Linked DNA regions of Mus musculus: all the other regions are linked to region 2. Evidence: chromatin contacts called from public HiChIP or PLAC-seq and promoter capture Hi-C data. All regions are on one chromosome and are shown on one strand. Each heading gives the region's core, a stretch centred on a gene start, on an enhancer-like site or on the middle of the called end of the contact. The rest is flanking DNA. Distances are from core to core; before and after follow the strand shown. Region 1 holds the start of Rpp25l (ribonuclease P/MRP 25 subunit-like). Region 2 holds the start of Ube2r2 (ubiquitin-conjugating enzyme E2R 2). Region 3 holds the start of Arid3c (AT rich interactive domain 3C (BRIGHT-like)). Region 4 holds the start of Ddx58 (DEAD/H box helicase 58). Region 5 holds the start of Galt (galactose-1-phosphate uridyl transferase).

Evidence for each region. Promoter capture Hi-C pulls out the DNA fragments that hold promoters and counts their contacts. HiChIP or PLAC-seq counts read pairs in DNA pulled down with a chosen protein or histone mark.
Region 1: a contact with region 2 is called in an H3K4me3 HiChIP or PLAC-seq map of bone marrow-derived macrophages, with 5 times the contacts expected there. The contact joins the promoter of Rpp25l here to the promoter of Ube2r2 in region 2. A contact is called at or near these places in 16 of 39 promoter capture datasets (the 3T3-L1 cell line, 3T3-L1-derived adipocytes, the C10 cell line and 9 more), 1 of 15 datasets of contacts at CTCF or cohesin (embryonic stem cells), 10 of 484 Hi-C or Micro-C datasets (B cells, CD4 T cells, the G1E-ER4 cell line and 3 more), 10 of 115 datasets of contacts at active chromatin or transcription factors (astrocytes, bone marrow-derived macrophages, cardiomyocytes and 7 more) and 2 of 9 other capture datasets (adipose tissue and liver).
Region 3: an H3K4me3 HiChIP or PLAC-seq map of embryonic stem cells shows a contact between it and region 2, with 7 read pairs. The contact joins the promoter of Arid3c here to the promoter of Ube2r2 in region 2. A contact is called at or near these places in 10 of 39 promoter capture datasets (the 3T3-L1 cell line, the C10 cell line, cranial neural crest and 5 more), 5 of 115 datasets of contacts at active chromatin or transcription factors (astrocytes, bone marrow-derived macrophages, embryonic stem cells and 2 more) and 2 of 9 other capture datasets (adipose tissue and liver).
Region 4: an H3K4me3 HiChIP or PLAC-seq map of pro-B cells shows a contact between it and region 2, with 4 times the contacts expected there. The contact joins the promoter of Ddx58 here to the promoter of Ube2r2 in region 2. A contact is called at or near these places in 1 of 39 promoter capture datasets (pre-B cells) and 1 of 115 datasets of contacts at active chromatin or transcription factors (pro-B cells).
Region 5: a promoter capture Hi-C map of hippocampal neurons shows a contact between it and region 2, with 4 times the contacts expected there. The contact joins the promoter of Galt here to the promoter of Ube2r2 in region 2. A contact is called at or near these places in 6 of 39 promoter capture datasets (frontonasal cranial neural crest, hippocampal neurons, liver and 2 more), 5 of 115 datasets of contacts at active chromatin or transcription factors (astrocytes, bone marrow-derived macrophages, extraembryonic endoderm stem cells and 2 more) and 2 of 9 other capture datasets (liver and pancreatic islet).

Annotation. Positions count from the first base shown.
Region 1 is chr4:41,712,134-41,714,833 of GRCm38.p6, forward strand. Rpp25l (ribonuclease P/MRP 25 subunit-like) reads right to left here and starts at 1,384. Exons shown (of 2, transcript NM_027278.3): 1 at 1,328-1,384; 2 at 1-681. The coding sequence starts at 640. The coding sequence ends at 149. It overlaps Dctn3 (dynactin 3), which reads right to left. Exons shown (of 7, transcript NM_016890.4): 7 at 2,665-2,700.
Region 2 is chr4:41,134,758-41,137,457 of GRCm38.p6, forward strand. Ube2r2 (ubiquitin-conjugating enzyme E2R 2) reads left to right here and starts at 1,264. Exons shown (of 5, transcript NM_026275.4): 1 at 1,264-1,489. The coding sequence starts at 1,313.
Region 3 is chr4:41,729,826-41,732,654 of GRCm38.p6, forward strand. Arid3c (AT rich interactive domain 3C (BRIGHT-like)) reads right to left here and starts at 1,317. Exons shown (of 8, transcript NM_001017362.2): 1 at 1,266-1,317; 2 at 60-440. The coding sequence starts at 368.
Region 4 is chr4:40,238,420-40,241,290 of GRCm38.p6, forward strand. It overlaps Ddx58 (DEAD/H box helicase 58), which reads right to left and starts at 1,406. Exons shown (of 18, transcript NM_172689.3): 1 at 1,172-1,406. The coding sequence starts at 1,277.
Region 5 is chr4:41,754,127-41,756,826 of GRCm38.p6, forward strand. Galt (galactose-1-phosphate uridyl transferase) reads left to right here and starts at 1,391. Exons shown (of 11, transcript NM_016658.4): 1 at 1,391-1,526; 2 at 1,835-2,004; 3 at 2,221-2,296; 4 at 2,387-2,435; 5 at 2,556-2,685. The coding sequence starts at 1,502. It overlaps Gm42274 (predicted gene, 42274), which reads right to left and starts at 1,646. Exons shown (of 2, transcript NR_155499.1): 1 at 1,043-1,646.

The DNA of each region.
Region 1 (2,700 bases), core at 134-2,633, 580 kb after region 2:
ACTGACCCACGCCAGTCTTTTTAACAGTTCCACCCCACATTCCGGAGGGGAGGGGCAAGTTCGGTAGACTTAAGCCTTGCCGGCACAAGCTCTTCTTAGAGAAGGCACAGATATTCAGGTCTAGAGAACAGTCAGGCGCAGCAGATCTTCAGGACCGGGTGTCCCGAGCCCTCCTTCGGGGTCTGGGGCCACAGCTGGGACTAGGTATGGAACCCAGGCCAGGAGGTGCACCTGGGGGTTGGTAGCCACATTCACTGGGGTCCAAGGGGTCCCGACTAAGCAGTACCCACACCGCAGGCACGTGGCGTCGGACTGTGAGGGGGTCTAGTCCCGTGTCTGGTGAAGTTGGGACCCAGCTGTCCTCCGTTTGCAGGAAGCGGAGCTTGGTGAGCTGGTGTAGGCCCGGAACCCGCCTTTTGACAATCTCTGCACAGCTGACAGCCTTTCCAGCAGCCCGGCCAGAGCCTGAGAACACCACGTGCCTGGTGCTTCCCCCTTCCAAACGACCCAGCGCCAGCCCTAGCAGGTTTCGGATTTTGCTCCCATCTCGGACTCGCATTTCCAGAGTGTCAGGAGGTAGCTGGGGCATTGGTGATGAGGCTGGAAGCTCTACAGAGCCGGCCCTCCGGTACTGTTCCATTCTGCCCTCGCGACGTTGGTGGGTCTCTCTCTGGATATGCACTGCGGGTAAGAGTCAGATGAGTGGCGGGAACATGACCAGGTCCATCCTCCATCACTCCCTCCAGATTATCGCCTTGTTCCTCACCCCAGCGTCTCAAGGCTGGGGCCAAGAATTATCGAGTCCTTAGACCCCTTTCTAAATACATCCACGAGTTTCTAACACGGGCAAGACCAAATTCCCCCAAACCAGGCTCTCTGGTGGGTAGGCCTGTACTTCTTTATGATCTCAAGCTCCTGGGGGCTAGGTCCCAGACCCCTCGCCCACAACTTGCCAAGAACAGGCGGGCTCTCCTCACAAGGCTGCAAGGACTGGGACAAGGCTCCCTTACTTTGTGCTTCCAGAGACTCTTGGCTCCAAACTCCCTGGGGCACAGCCACGAGGCCTCACTCCCCAAGAAAGTACTCCCCAAAGAAAGAATCGACCCTGCCTACGAGCACGGGGTGCATGGGGGCAGAGAAGACCTCACCCCCACATTAATAGAGTAGGCTGGCTTGAACAGGGCCACTCGGGAACTCGACCGGAGAGCTGCTTCGGACCACTCGTGAGCGGTTGGCGGGCTCCCCAATCGTGGGCCGCTGTTTCAGGCAGCAGGCATTTCCCCTTTCCCCAGCTCTGAGTCCCCATCTCCTGGGATTTGGCTCTTACCACGGTCGCCAGTAGACGCTCGACCCTCACGGAGTAGCCAAGATGGCGCGCAGACCGGGAGCGCGCGGAGCCGCGGGGCCGCGCACGCAGGGGGCGGGGCCTGAGAGAAACCCGGGCTGCTGTTCGCCTGTGATGGTGGCATCTGGCCGGCCTCCAGCGGTCGGCGCGTTGATCCCGGAGCACCCCGCTACCTGCAGAGGGCCCACCCGGGAAAGGAACGGCTATCGGAGGAGTCTTGCGCCCGAAGAACGCAGATTTGTGCCTTTAAAAGATGGACGGCATGCGTCACCTGCTGACACACCGGAGCAGCGAAAGCGAAGCCCCTGGTGGATAAAAGCAGGTGAGACTCTTATTTACGGAGTCCTGAGCTTTCTTCTCATCCTGGGACACTGGACGACCCCGGCGGTTTTCAGGAGGATCTAAGCGAGTGCATAACTCATTGGCTGAGAGGATTGGTGTATAAGCTGGGTGGATCCGGTAGTCGGGGCAACAGCTACTGGTGACCCTGGAAGGGGCTGTACTCAACATCACCGTAGCGCTTCGGCCACGGGGGCGTGCCCACAGAGCCTAGTTCAGTATCCAGAGTAAAATAGGCCCTCCAATATTTGTCCGATGATATGCTAACCACAGAAACAGCAAGAATTGAGGATGGTAGAAACTTGATAGAAAACTTGGATGAAGTCGGGCAGTGGTGGCTCACGCCTTTAATCCCAGCACTTGGGAGGCAGAAGCAGGTGGATTTCTGAGTTCGAGGCCAGCCTGGTCTACAGAGTGAGTTCCAGGACAGCCAGGGCTACACAGAGAAACCCTGTCTCGAAAAGCTCAAAAAAAAAGAGAGAGAGAAAACTCTGATGAAGTTTTGGGGAAGAACGGGCGACTCTTCCGGTAGAATAGTCTAGGGTAAATGCTAGTTTCAGATCAGTTTGGACACGCTGCATTTGAGATGCTGACAACTCCACAGGTTGGGTGCCATACAGGCACTTGAAGGCGCCAAGGCACTCCCTCAGACCACAAGAGGGCAGCATACATTTGGTGGAGCGCGTTGCTTTATAGCTGTTTCTCCCTGCTTTCTCTCCCCCATTCCTAAAATTTCCTACATCCAAACCTCTTGGGCTCCTTCTCTGGCTACTGGTATAATGTAGACACAAGGCTGTGCTGCCTTGGTTCTGAACGTCCCTGCCTGCTCCTCCATGACCATCTGACATGTGGGCCCACCTGGTCTTCCCCAAACCCTGTGAGGTATAGGCGTCCCTCCTGTGCCCTCCTTACCATAGGATGATATTTAGAGGGTAATTGGCAAGTATGGGGTAAATAAATATACAATGCCCCACTGTATCAGTCAAATGATGTAAGAACTCTTTATCTCTCCGCAA
Region 2 (2,700 bases), core at 14-2,513:
TTTGTCCCCTTCCAAGGCCACACTAGGCCAACATCAATATTTTGCAAAGAAGTAGACTAAGTTATAGCCAGCGCTCTTCCCCAAATCTCATGGAAGCCCCGTAATCGGGCTCAACATTAGTTCTCTCCGCTTTCTACACAACCTACTACTTACTCTCGGTAAAAGGAAGCGGGAGCTTGCCTGCTTTTCTCTAGCTTTCCTTTGGGAGACTGCCTCCCCTGAGGTGGGAGACACAACCTACTGAAGCACTACTAAGTGTAAGGACCACAGCCTGGGTGTCACCGAGGGGTGCATGCGGAGGACCAGGGCTCCTCACAGGAAGGTTGCGGAGGCCAGGGGACACACTGGGCGCTAGTGCTGAGAGCCTTAGGAGCTGAGGTTCCTTCCGGGACACGCCTCTGGAACCGCGGCGTCCAGCCGCACAACCGTCACTTAGGGCCCAAAGTAATCCTCTGCGACCCGCCCTTGATCCCCACCTCCGCTTGGCTCTTTAAGGGTGGGGGACACGCGCAAGCGTCACAAAGCGCAGCCACCGTGGGGCCTGGCCGGGGTTGGGGGTGGGGGTTGGAGGGGGGAGTGGAGAAGCGAGCAGGCAGGAGCAGAGTAGAGCAGAGCACAGCGAGGAGGGCGGGGGGGGGGGGAGGGAAGGAGGGAGGGAGGGGCGCGCGCACGCGCACCGGGCCGCTGTCGCCGCGAGCCGCCCCCCTCCCGGCGCGCGCCCCTCCTCCTCTCCCTCCCTCCCTCCCTCCCTCCTTCTCTGCTCTGTTGCTCCCGCGGCGCGAGGCGCTCTCGCTCTCCTCCTCCGCCCCTCCCCCCGCGCAGCCGCCGCCGCCGCCGTCCCGAGACCCCAGCGCACGGCGCGCCCTCCCTCGTGCGCCCCTCCGGCCCCCGCGGAGAACGAGAGGGCGAGCGAGCACGGCGATCCCGGGCCGCCTCGGCCCCCCCACCCCTGTCTTCACCATCGTCTGCCCTCCGCCGCCTTCCTTCGCTTCCACCTCCACTCCCCCCCCCATAAGTAGAGGCCCCCTCCGGGGGGGGGAGGCCCGGAGCCCGGAGCGGATTCCCCCAACTCCCTTAGGCCCGCCCCCGCCCGGCCCGAGTGTGAGGAGGGCCCGGGCCGGCCCGAGTCGTGAGTGAGGAGGACCCCGGGCGGGCCCGCGGGCCGTCTGGGGCCTGGTCCGGCCCCGCCAGGCGTGTGAGGACAGACAGGGGCCCGGCCCGGCCCGAGGGCGAGCGGAGGGGAGGGGCCTGGTCCGGCCCGGCCGGTGCGCGAGGACTGGGGCCGCGGCCCCGCACGGCCGCCGCCGCCGCGATGGCCCAGCAGCAGATGACCAGCTCGCAGAAAGCCCTGATGCTTGAGCTGAAATCCCTGCAGGAGGAACCGGTGGAGGGCTTCCGGATCACCCTGGTGGATGAGTCCGACCTCTACAACTGGGAGGTGGCCATCTTCGGACCCCCTAACACCCTCTACGAAGGCGGCTACTTCAAGGTACCGCCACCCTTTCTCGGCCCAGCTTCCCCGGTCTCGGCTTTCCGCCGCTGGCGGGGAGCGTGAGCTCGGGGGAGCCGGGGGTGGGGGGTGGGGGCTCCTCACCTCGCAGCCCCCTCCCCCATCCGTAGAGGCAGGAAGGCCTTGCTCACCAAGTGCCTTTTCTTTGTCATGGGGCGGGGGCGGGAGGCCAGACTGCACCGGGAAATAGGAAAAGCCTCTTTGGCTGGGGTAGTGGCTATCGGGAAGGAGGGCTGCCTTTGTTTTGTTTCTCCAGCTGAGGGGTGTGTGGAAATAGGGATGGTCTAGCTTCTCTTTCTCGGACCCATCTGAGCCTTCTCTGCGCAGGCTGGAACTGCCCCAGAGGGCAGGGTGACCTGCACTTACTGGATTGGACTTTTCTCTTTTTTAGGGGGGTGTGGGGGAGGAATATTAGCCTGTCATTGCCCGTGTTGCTAGTGCCCTGACATTTGGAGGATTTGTTGGTCTTGGGTAGTGGTAGTCCAACTTTTGATTACAGTAGGTGGTAATAAGGAAGAGGACCATGGGGGTGGCCAAAAAAGGGAGGGTGGTGTGCTGGCCGTTGTCTTGTTGTTCATCCACTCGAGGGGACTTTAATTTAGTCCTCTTTCTGTCCTCGTTTTCCATTTACTTTATAGTCAGTCTCTGCTGCTTCCAAAATGCCCTTTGTCCTTTCCTACCAAGTTTACTAGCACCCCCCCCCCCCCCCCCACACACTCCATGTACAAACATCCACAAAGGGTGGAACGCGTCAGGCAGATTGATAGTTTCCCACTTTCGAGAGACAAGATTAAAAGCTTTTGCTTAGGTGGTTAGCTCCAACAAATGGGGTCGTCCCACAGATGAGCTGCATCCGAGGTGATAGGCTTTCTCATGGTGGAGTGTTTCCTTAGGCTGCCACTATATAGACATTGTTTCCATTAATTATTTCTGAGTTCAGTACTTGGAGATACTGTTTTTGTTTTGTTTTGTTTTGTTTTGTCTTGATTTGACTGAAGCAGTTTATTTGGAGGGTAGAATCCCTGAGTGAAGATGTTGTGGGGGGTAGAGACAGAGGGAATGGGTGTTTAGGAATTCATTTATTATTTTATTTCCAAAATTAGGTAAAATAGGCCAATGAGTCAGTTTTCGTTTGTTTTGAAGGGAGGGGTTATCTTGGCACAAGTTTTAAACGAATATCTTAGTCATGT
Region 3 (2,829 bases), core at 67-2,566, 600 kb after region 2:
CCAGAGGGAGAGAGGCGTGACAGCTTGGCCGTGGTGGGTGGTGGAGAGAGGGTGCCTACCTGCTTGAACTGTTCCTCGTAGGTCCACTCATGTGGTTGGATTCCAGGAGACTGGCTGGAAGGTGAGTTGGGACATCGGGCTCCTGGATGGCTCTGCTCAGCTGTCTCCTCTTCTGCTAAGGGTGTCTCTCCCTCCTCATCTTCAGCACCCTCCTCTTCTTCAGCCCCAACCACCCCTATAGCCCCCTCAGGAGCCTGTAGGGTCCGGGCGCCAAGCAGAGGAGGTTGTGGAAGCGGTAAGCGTGGAGGGGCCAAGGGCCCCACCCCTTGGGCCAGCCGTGCTGCCTGCTGCCTCTGCAGGGCCTCCATTACAGCTTCCAGGCGCAGTCCCCCTGCTGGGGGGGCTCCTGGTACCAGGCGGGGCCCCGAGGAAAGGGCCGGCTGTGGGGGAGGGAATTATGGGTGCAGGGCCTTGCTGCACCCACACCCTACAACACAAGAGGAGATGCTCATGGACATACATGTTCAGGGACATACATGGAGTTATAAGGGAAGGATTAATATATCAAGAAAACAGAGACAGAGGGATAGAGGGAGCAAAAGAGACAGAGACTACACATAGGGAGTCAGAAATGGCCAGGAACTGAGGATAGGGAGAATCAAGCAAATTGGAAAGAGTAACAGAAACCAAGGGAGAGTGGTGCAGGGAGATCTCTCTCTCTCTCTCTCTCTCTCTCTCTCTCTCTCTCTCTCTCACACACACACACAGAGAGAGAGAGAGAGAGAGAGAGAGAGAGGGAGAGAGAGAGAGAACACGGGACGACAGGCAGATACAGAGACAGAGACTGGAAGAGAGACAGGAGCGGGACATAGAGACTGAGGAGGACCAAGATGGGGAGGGAGGGCGGGAGGGAGGGAGGGAAGGAAGGGGGGGGGGAAGAGAGAGAGAGAGAGAGAATGAGAAAGAGAGAGAGAGAGCTACAAGAGAGGGACAGACACCTGAAAAGAGATAGCAAGATGAGGTTGAGAGAGACGCGGGAAGAGCGACGCAGCATGAGAGAGAAAATACTAGAAAGAGACAGAAAATAGAGGACACTGGTGTAAAAACCGGGTAAAAACATAAAACACAAGAATCAGGAATCCAAGAGGTACAGAGAAGAGGGCAGCAATGTCTGGGTCTGGGACAGGGACAGGACCAGACGGGCATGAGGTGGCGAGTCACTGAGCCCGGATCCCGGGGTCTGGACGCCCTGCAGCTACACTCACCTGCCTGGCACCGCCCGAAGCCCCGGGTGTCTCCACGGCGGTCCGTCTGCTCTGCCGCCTTTCGGGCGGCTCCTGTCTCAGCTGGATTCCCTGCGCAGGGTCCCCGCTGTGCGCTCTTGCCGCCCTGCGCTCTTCTGACCGCCGTGCGCTCACTGGCGGTCGCTTGGCTGCCTGCGGTCCCGGGGGCGGGACCCGAGCCCTGCTGGGCGGGTGAGGGCGGGAGGGCGCAGCGGAAGAGGCTGGGGTGGGCTCGGCTCCTCTTAACCCCCCAACAGGTGTCTCCCACCAGCCAGATTCGAGGGGGGCGCCGGAGAGCTATGGGGAAATCACGCGTGGGAGAAAGAGGAGACCACGGCTAGTAAACTCCGGCCCATGGCCCCGCCCAGCCTTACAAGTCGTGTCCCCCAAACCCACACTCAGAACCCGCCGTTCACACCTTGTCACAAATTCGGGCCCAATTTTACACATTCCGTTTAAAGGTGACTCGAGGGATCTAGGGCCTGAACAAGCTGTTGTCACACTGGAATCGCTCTGAAGGATGCGGGGATGAATGCGGAACACCTGGCCAGAACAGAGCTTTGCCTTCCTTCATGCCCTGCCCACGTGCTATCGCCAACTGCAAATATGTGTCAGTTTAGGCACAGGTATGCACATGCCAGTGGCCCCCATATCTATGCACCTACACCCCCAGAAGTCTCTTGAGTCTCCTGCAAGCACACACATCGGGATATACACATTGTATGAGAAATACAGGCATACACACCTCTCCTCCTCCTCCTCCTCCTCCTCCTCCTCCTCCTCCTCCTCCTCCTCTCCTCCTTCTTTCTTCTTCTTCTTCTTCTTCTTCTTCTTCTTCTTCTTCTTCTTCTTCTTCTTCTTCTCCTCCTCCTCCTCCTCCTCCTCCTCCTCCTTCTTCTTCCTTCTTCCTTCTTCTTCTTCTTCTTCTTCTTCTTCTTCTTCATCTTCTTCTTTCCTTCTTCTTCTTTTTCTTTCTTTCCTTCTTCTTCCTTCTTCTTTTTTCTTCTTCTTCCTCTTCCTTCTTCTTTTTCCTTCTTCTTCCTCTTCCTTCTTCTTTTCCTTCTTTTTCTTCTTCTTCTTCTTCCTTCTTCTTCTTCCTTCTTCTTCTTCCTTCTTCTTTTCCTTCTTTTCTTCTTCTTCTTCCTTCTTCTTCTTTTCTTCTTCCTTCTTCCTTCTCCTCCTCCTCCTCCTCCTCCTCCTCCTCCTCCTCTTCTTCTTCTTCTTCTTCTTCTGTCTTCTTTCTTCTTCTGTCTTCTTTCTTCTTCTGTCTTCTTTTTTCTTCTTTTTCAAGACAGGGTTTCTCTGTATAGGCCTTGCTCTCCTGGAACTCACTTTGTAGACCAGGCTAGCCTCAAACTCAGAAATCCGCCTGCCTCTGCCTCCCAAGTGCTGGGATTAAAGGTGTGTGCCACCACTGCCCGGCACCTCCCTCTTAAAAACCTCATTTGACGTTTGTTCTCTTAAGGATTTCCAAGTATGTGTGGAAGGAAGAATGAAGAGCTTAGCGATTCCTGGCTTCTCAGTATCTCTTTTGTTTCAGTGATCA
Region 4 (2,871 bases), core at 156-2,655, 900 kb before region 2:
CTCATGTTATAAGAAAGCAGAACGGGGTACCATTTGGGGGGGAGGGCATCCAGAGAGGGACAGGTAAAGGGGGTGGAAGAGCCACAGAAGAGGCAATTAAATAAGAACAAAGAGCAATGGCAGGAATGGCTGAACAAACTAGTTACTTTGTTTCAGTATTGAAACTAGTTACTTTGTATGCTAATGTAAATGACTAAAGATCAGATTAAAGGATTGAAAGGCAAGTGACCCTGGTGTTAAGAAACCTCTTGGGTGGGTTTCCTCTCCTCAGACCCCGCCCCCAATCATTAGGGCTTTTTTGCTGCTTCTCTCTAACACAACCGGGATGTGGGTAGCCCTGGGTAGTGCTCTTTTACTCCTCTCTGCATAGCCTGTTAGGCTTCGGAACTCAAGAGAGTCAGAATTAACCTGCAGTTGCCACCGTCGTCCAACGCCAGGAAAGACATCTAGGCTTTAACTGGCAAAATGAAAAGTAGCTGCCGCACGCCCTCGGTCACCCCTTCAAACGCCCTCTCCCTTCTCCCTGGGGGTGGGGGTGAGGTGGGGAGGTCTGTTTGCTCAGGTGGAAACACCCAGTGCAATTTACAAAGAGTCTATTATCCACCAATCAAATCCCCAAAGCTAGATATGAACAACTGTGTTAAACTCTGAACACACGGAGTCTGGAGAAAGTTTTCTTCCACGGACTTCCTGTGAGCAACATCCTTTGACAGAAATGTGCGTGTCAGTCAGTCCTCTTGCTTCCTGCGGCCCCCACCTCCACCTTTGGCCCGAGCCCAAAGCCTTGCTCTTTGCTCTGTACAGGAATCTAAGGAGGGGCGGGCGCATTCTGATTTCTCAGTTTCTCATGACAGGACAAAGGGAGGCACACAGCAGTCTAGAAGGTGTAAATAAGAGAAACAAACTATTTCCCCAGCATTGAAAGAAAGAAAAGAGTGGCATCCTTATGCAAGTTACTACAGCTTGCAGGAATTTTGTTCCTGACCATCAAATCCCTATGCTGTCTACTCTAATATGGCCTGGGAGTCTCACATACACCGGGTTACACAAATTAACTTAAGGACAGCGCGGGGGAGGGGGGGGGGCAGAGCCTTCAATTGTTTCTGATCTGAGTGATGTTTTCCCCTCGCTAAGGTGGAGAGCCTGAGAGCCCCAGTTGGGGACCACTCACCATCCTCGAGCCAGGAACTCATGTAGCTGAGGATGTAGGTGGGGTCCAGAATCTTCTTGATATAGTCTCTGAATGCTTGCAGATTCTGCCGCTGCTCCGCTGTCATTCTGTGGCTCCAGGCGATCGATGAGCGCCCTGGCTCCCGCAAATCCGCCAGAGATGAACGAAGTGGGGACTTTCCAAGGAGTCCCGATGAAAAAGCTGCCTAGCCGGCTGGCCATAGGAAATCGAAACTGCCTCAGGGCGCTGGGGAGGGGGGGGGCGGGGGGGCGGGGCGGGGATCCAGTTTCGTTTCTGAACCTAGACAGCCACTGAACCGCAAGGACCCAGAAGTACCTTGGAAATTGCCTTTAAGTTGGGGCGCAGCTTTTCGCGTGGTGGCTTTATATTTCTAAAGTGCGCACAATTGAAGTGCATTGTTCAATGAGTTTCGAAAAACATAAACACCCGTTACCTCTTCCACAGATCAGCTGGGTCCTGCAATAATCTTTAACCATTCCCCGCGCCCCCCCCCCCTCGGGGCAGGGTTTCTCTATGTAGCTCTGACTGTCCTGGAACTAGATCTATAGACCAGGCTGGCCTCAAACTCACAGAGCTCCGAAATCGTCCCTGCTTCGGTCTCACAAGAACCGGGATTAAAGACCCCCACCCCCTCCACCACCTCCTCCATGCCACCACACCACCACCACCAGGCCTAAAGAAGAGTTGAGGGAAAGATTGCAGGGTGGGGAGGGGGACGAAGGGGATAGGAACTCCACAGGAAGACCAACAGAGTCAACAAACTTTGATCCTTAGGGCTCTCAGAGACACCACTAAGCAAAGAGCACACACAGGCTGGACCTAGGCCTCCCTGCACTTTTGTAGCAGGTGTGAGTTTAGTCTTTTATGAGTCCCAAACAACTGGAGCGTGGCTGTCCCAAAAGCTGTTGCCTGTCCGTGGGATATGTTCTTCTAGCTGGGCAGTCTTGTCTGACCTCAGTGGGAGAGGATGCGCCTAGCCTAACAGAGACTTGATATGCCAGTGTGTGTGTGTGTGTGTGTGTGTGTGTGTGTGTGTGTGTGTGTGTGTGTGTGTTTGTTTGATACCCAAAGGGGCCTCCAACCGCTCAGAGTAGGGGAGGGGGCATGAAGTGACTGAGTAGGGGAGGGGGCATGAAGTGACTGGGAGGGGACAGTGAGTGGGATGTAAAGTGAATACGTTAAAAAAAAAAGTGAAAAAAAAAATTTAAAGAAAATGCCCTAGCCGGGTGTGGTGGCACACGCCTTTAATCCCAGCACTCCAGAGGCAGGCGGATTTCTGAGTTCGAGGCCAGTTTGGTCTACATAGTGAGTTCCAGGACAGCCAGGGCTATACAGAGAAACCCTGTCTCAAAAAAACAAAACAACAACAACAAAAAAAAGCAAAACAACAACAACAACAACAAAAGCCCTACAGGCCAGTCTTATGATTTCCTTAATTGAAGGCCCCTCCTCTATGATGAATTCAGCTTGTGTCAAATTGACCTAAAAGTACCCAGCACACCAGCTCTGGAAGTTATCCAACGCTTCTTTTAGAGTGATCATACGTTTAGTTTTACTCTTGGTTCTACAGTTATTTCAAATTAACTTTTCGATATAACACGAAAACTACAGCAACTTTTTCCAGACTTCTGATTGTATACTCTCACATATGCTGAAAACCTACCGTTTCTGGATAGCCT
Region 5 (2,700 bases), core at 141-2,640, 620 kb after region 2:
AAGAGCAGTTGGTGCTCTTAATCCCTGAGCCATCTCTCCAGCTCCCCACCTCCCCAGCCAGTATTTTGCATCATAATACATAGCAACAGACCAAACCTCAACAGCCTAGAATGTTCTATGTAGCCAGGCTACTCATTGATATGCCTGTCTCTGCCCTTCAAATACTGATGGCCTTTTGCTTGTTTTTGAAATTGGCTTCACTATATTGGCCAGGATGGTCTAGAACTTGTGGGCTCAATTGATCTTCTGCTTCAGCTTCTAGAGTAGCTGAGACTATAGGCAAATGCATCACTGTGCCTGGTATGTATGCACAAACGCATACACGCGCGCACACACACACACACATTACTGTCTTTTGGTTTACTTTTTTTTTTTTTTTCGAGACAGGGTTTCTCTGTGTAGCCCTGGCTGTCCTGGCACTCACTCTGTAAACCAGGCTGGCCTCGAACTCAGAAATCTGCCTGCCTCTGCCTCCCAAGTGCTGGGATTAATGGTGTGCACCACCACTGGCCGTTTGGTTTACTTTTATATAGATTGGGCCTTGTTATGTATAACTGCGCAGGCTGAACTTGAACTTGTAAGTTTACTGTCTCTGTTTCTGGAGTGCTGGGATTACAGGTGTGTACCACCACACCCTATACTTACTCAGTTCTCTTTATCTAACCTTATTTCTGCTCCTGAGGCTAGAGGCATAGTTACAGTGAAATACTCACACATCCGGGCAATACCTGAAGGGCCAGGCTGCAGGCTTCATCTATAGTATGATCAAGTTCCTCACCTCCACCCCCTCTCCACAACTTGCATCTTAACCACACACAGCAGCTCCGCAGGTGACCCAGGTCATGAGTTCAGAATGCTGCTGGTCTTTGCACAGGGCGTCTCTATGCTCCACACAGAACCTAGGTGCCTGGCACACGGTTAAGATGCTCAGTAAAAACGATGTCTTCTGAACAGGACAGGGCCTGATGTGCAAACACAAGAACTCACTACACCTGTGGTTACCTGCACAAAACATGAGAATGGACCCATAGAGGTTTCTTACCGGTTTGGGGGGCGGTGCACTCACGAGGCTCCGCCCTTTCTGATGGACTATTGGCAGTTAAAGGCTGCTGGCAGGAGTGTCCTTGAGTGGTGAAGCTGATATGTCATGCTCCAATAAATAGCCCTAATGTCGTGCAAGCAACCCGAATCCGTGGCGGGACGAATGGACACAGCAACCAGTTTTCACAGATGCTCTCCAGAGAAGTAGCTACAATCCGGTGTGCAGGAGAATCATCAAAACAACCTGGGGAAGTGAGCGTGGCGGTCCCGAGCCCCGCCCTCAAGTGGCAGGCTGTGCCCCCACCGTCACGTGTTGGCGACTAGCCAATCATCCAGGGTGGGCGGGGGGAGACATGGAATGGGGCGCTCACCTTGTGTACCTTAGGTCAATTCGTGTGGCCTCACGTCGCATAGCGGAGCCGATCCTGAGCAGCGCCAGCAGGCTTCAGAGGCGGACGCCATGGCAGCGACCTTCCGGGCGAGCGGTAATTGCTGGGCGGCCTGGACCCGCTACGGTGCGGAGCCGAGCCTTCCTTTTCCGTAGGAAGTTCTAGTCCCAGAGTCAAGGTCGGCACTCCTACCCGAGGCCAGGGTGGCGGGCGAGGGAAGGAGGGGCTTGCAGGCCGTGTGGCACGGAAAGCGTTTAACCCTTTAACTCCCCTCCGCCAGCCTATAGCTTCTAGAAACACTGCGCCGACCGAGCGTCCCTGTACTTGGGCCTGCTAGGGCATTAGAGCCACTCGGGGAAGAGAGAGACAGGGAGTTTTGCTGACTGATCCTTGTCTCTCCCCAGAACACCAGCATATTCGCTACAACCCGCTCCAGGACGAGTGGGTGTTAGTGTCGGCTCATCGCATGAAGCGGCCCTGGCAAGGACAAGTGGAGCCCCAGCTTCTGAAGACAGTGCCCCGCCACGACCCACTCAACCCTCTGTGTCCCGGGGCCACACGAGCTAATGGGGAGGTAAGCCCGAATACACAGCCACCAACTGGGATAGGAAAAAAATCCTTCTTCCTTATTACTACCCTTCGCCCACAAGGGGGAGCAGTGCGCCTCCTTTTGGGTCATTTCCGGGCAAGCAATTTTGATCCTTTGAGTGGGGCCTTCCTCGCCCCCGTTGCAGCCTGGATAGCCCTTGAATTCCGTCAGGTAGTATTTCTAGCCTATTCTTGTCAGTAGGTGAATCCCCACTATGATGGTACCTTTCTGTTTGACAATGACTTCCCGGCTCTGCAGCCCGATGCTCCGGATCCAGGTACCCTCAATTTAACCACTGTTGGGGAGAAGGGAGACTGGGTCTGACCCGGGTACCTGTGCTACAGAGAGTAATACTCCTTTATTCCAGGACCCAGTGACCACCCTCTCTTCCGAGCAGAGGCCGCCAGAGGAGTTTGGTAACTTTGGGTTTCCCCTCTTACAACCTCCAGCCCAGGTCTGAAGACGAAGACCTGAGCTTGGGCCCTGCCCTTAGCACCCAATCCACTTCCCTATGTCATTTTTCCCTCACCACCTAGTAAGGTCATGTGCTTCCACCCCTGGTCGGATGTGACGCTGCCACTCATGTCTGTCCCTGAGATCCGAGCTGTCATCGATGCATGGGCCTCAGTCACAGAGGAGCTGGGTGCCCAGTACCCTTGGGTGCAGGTCTGTGAGGGGGAG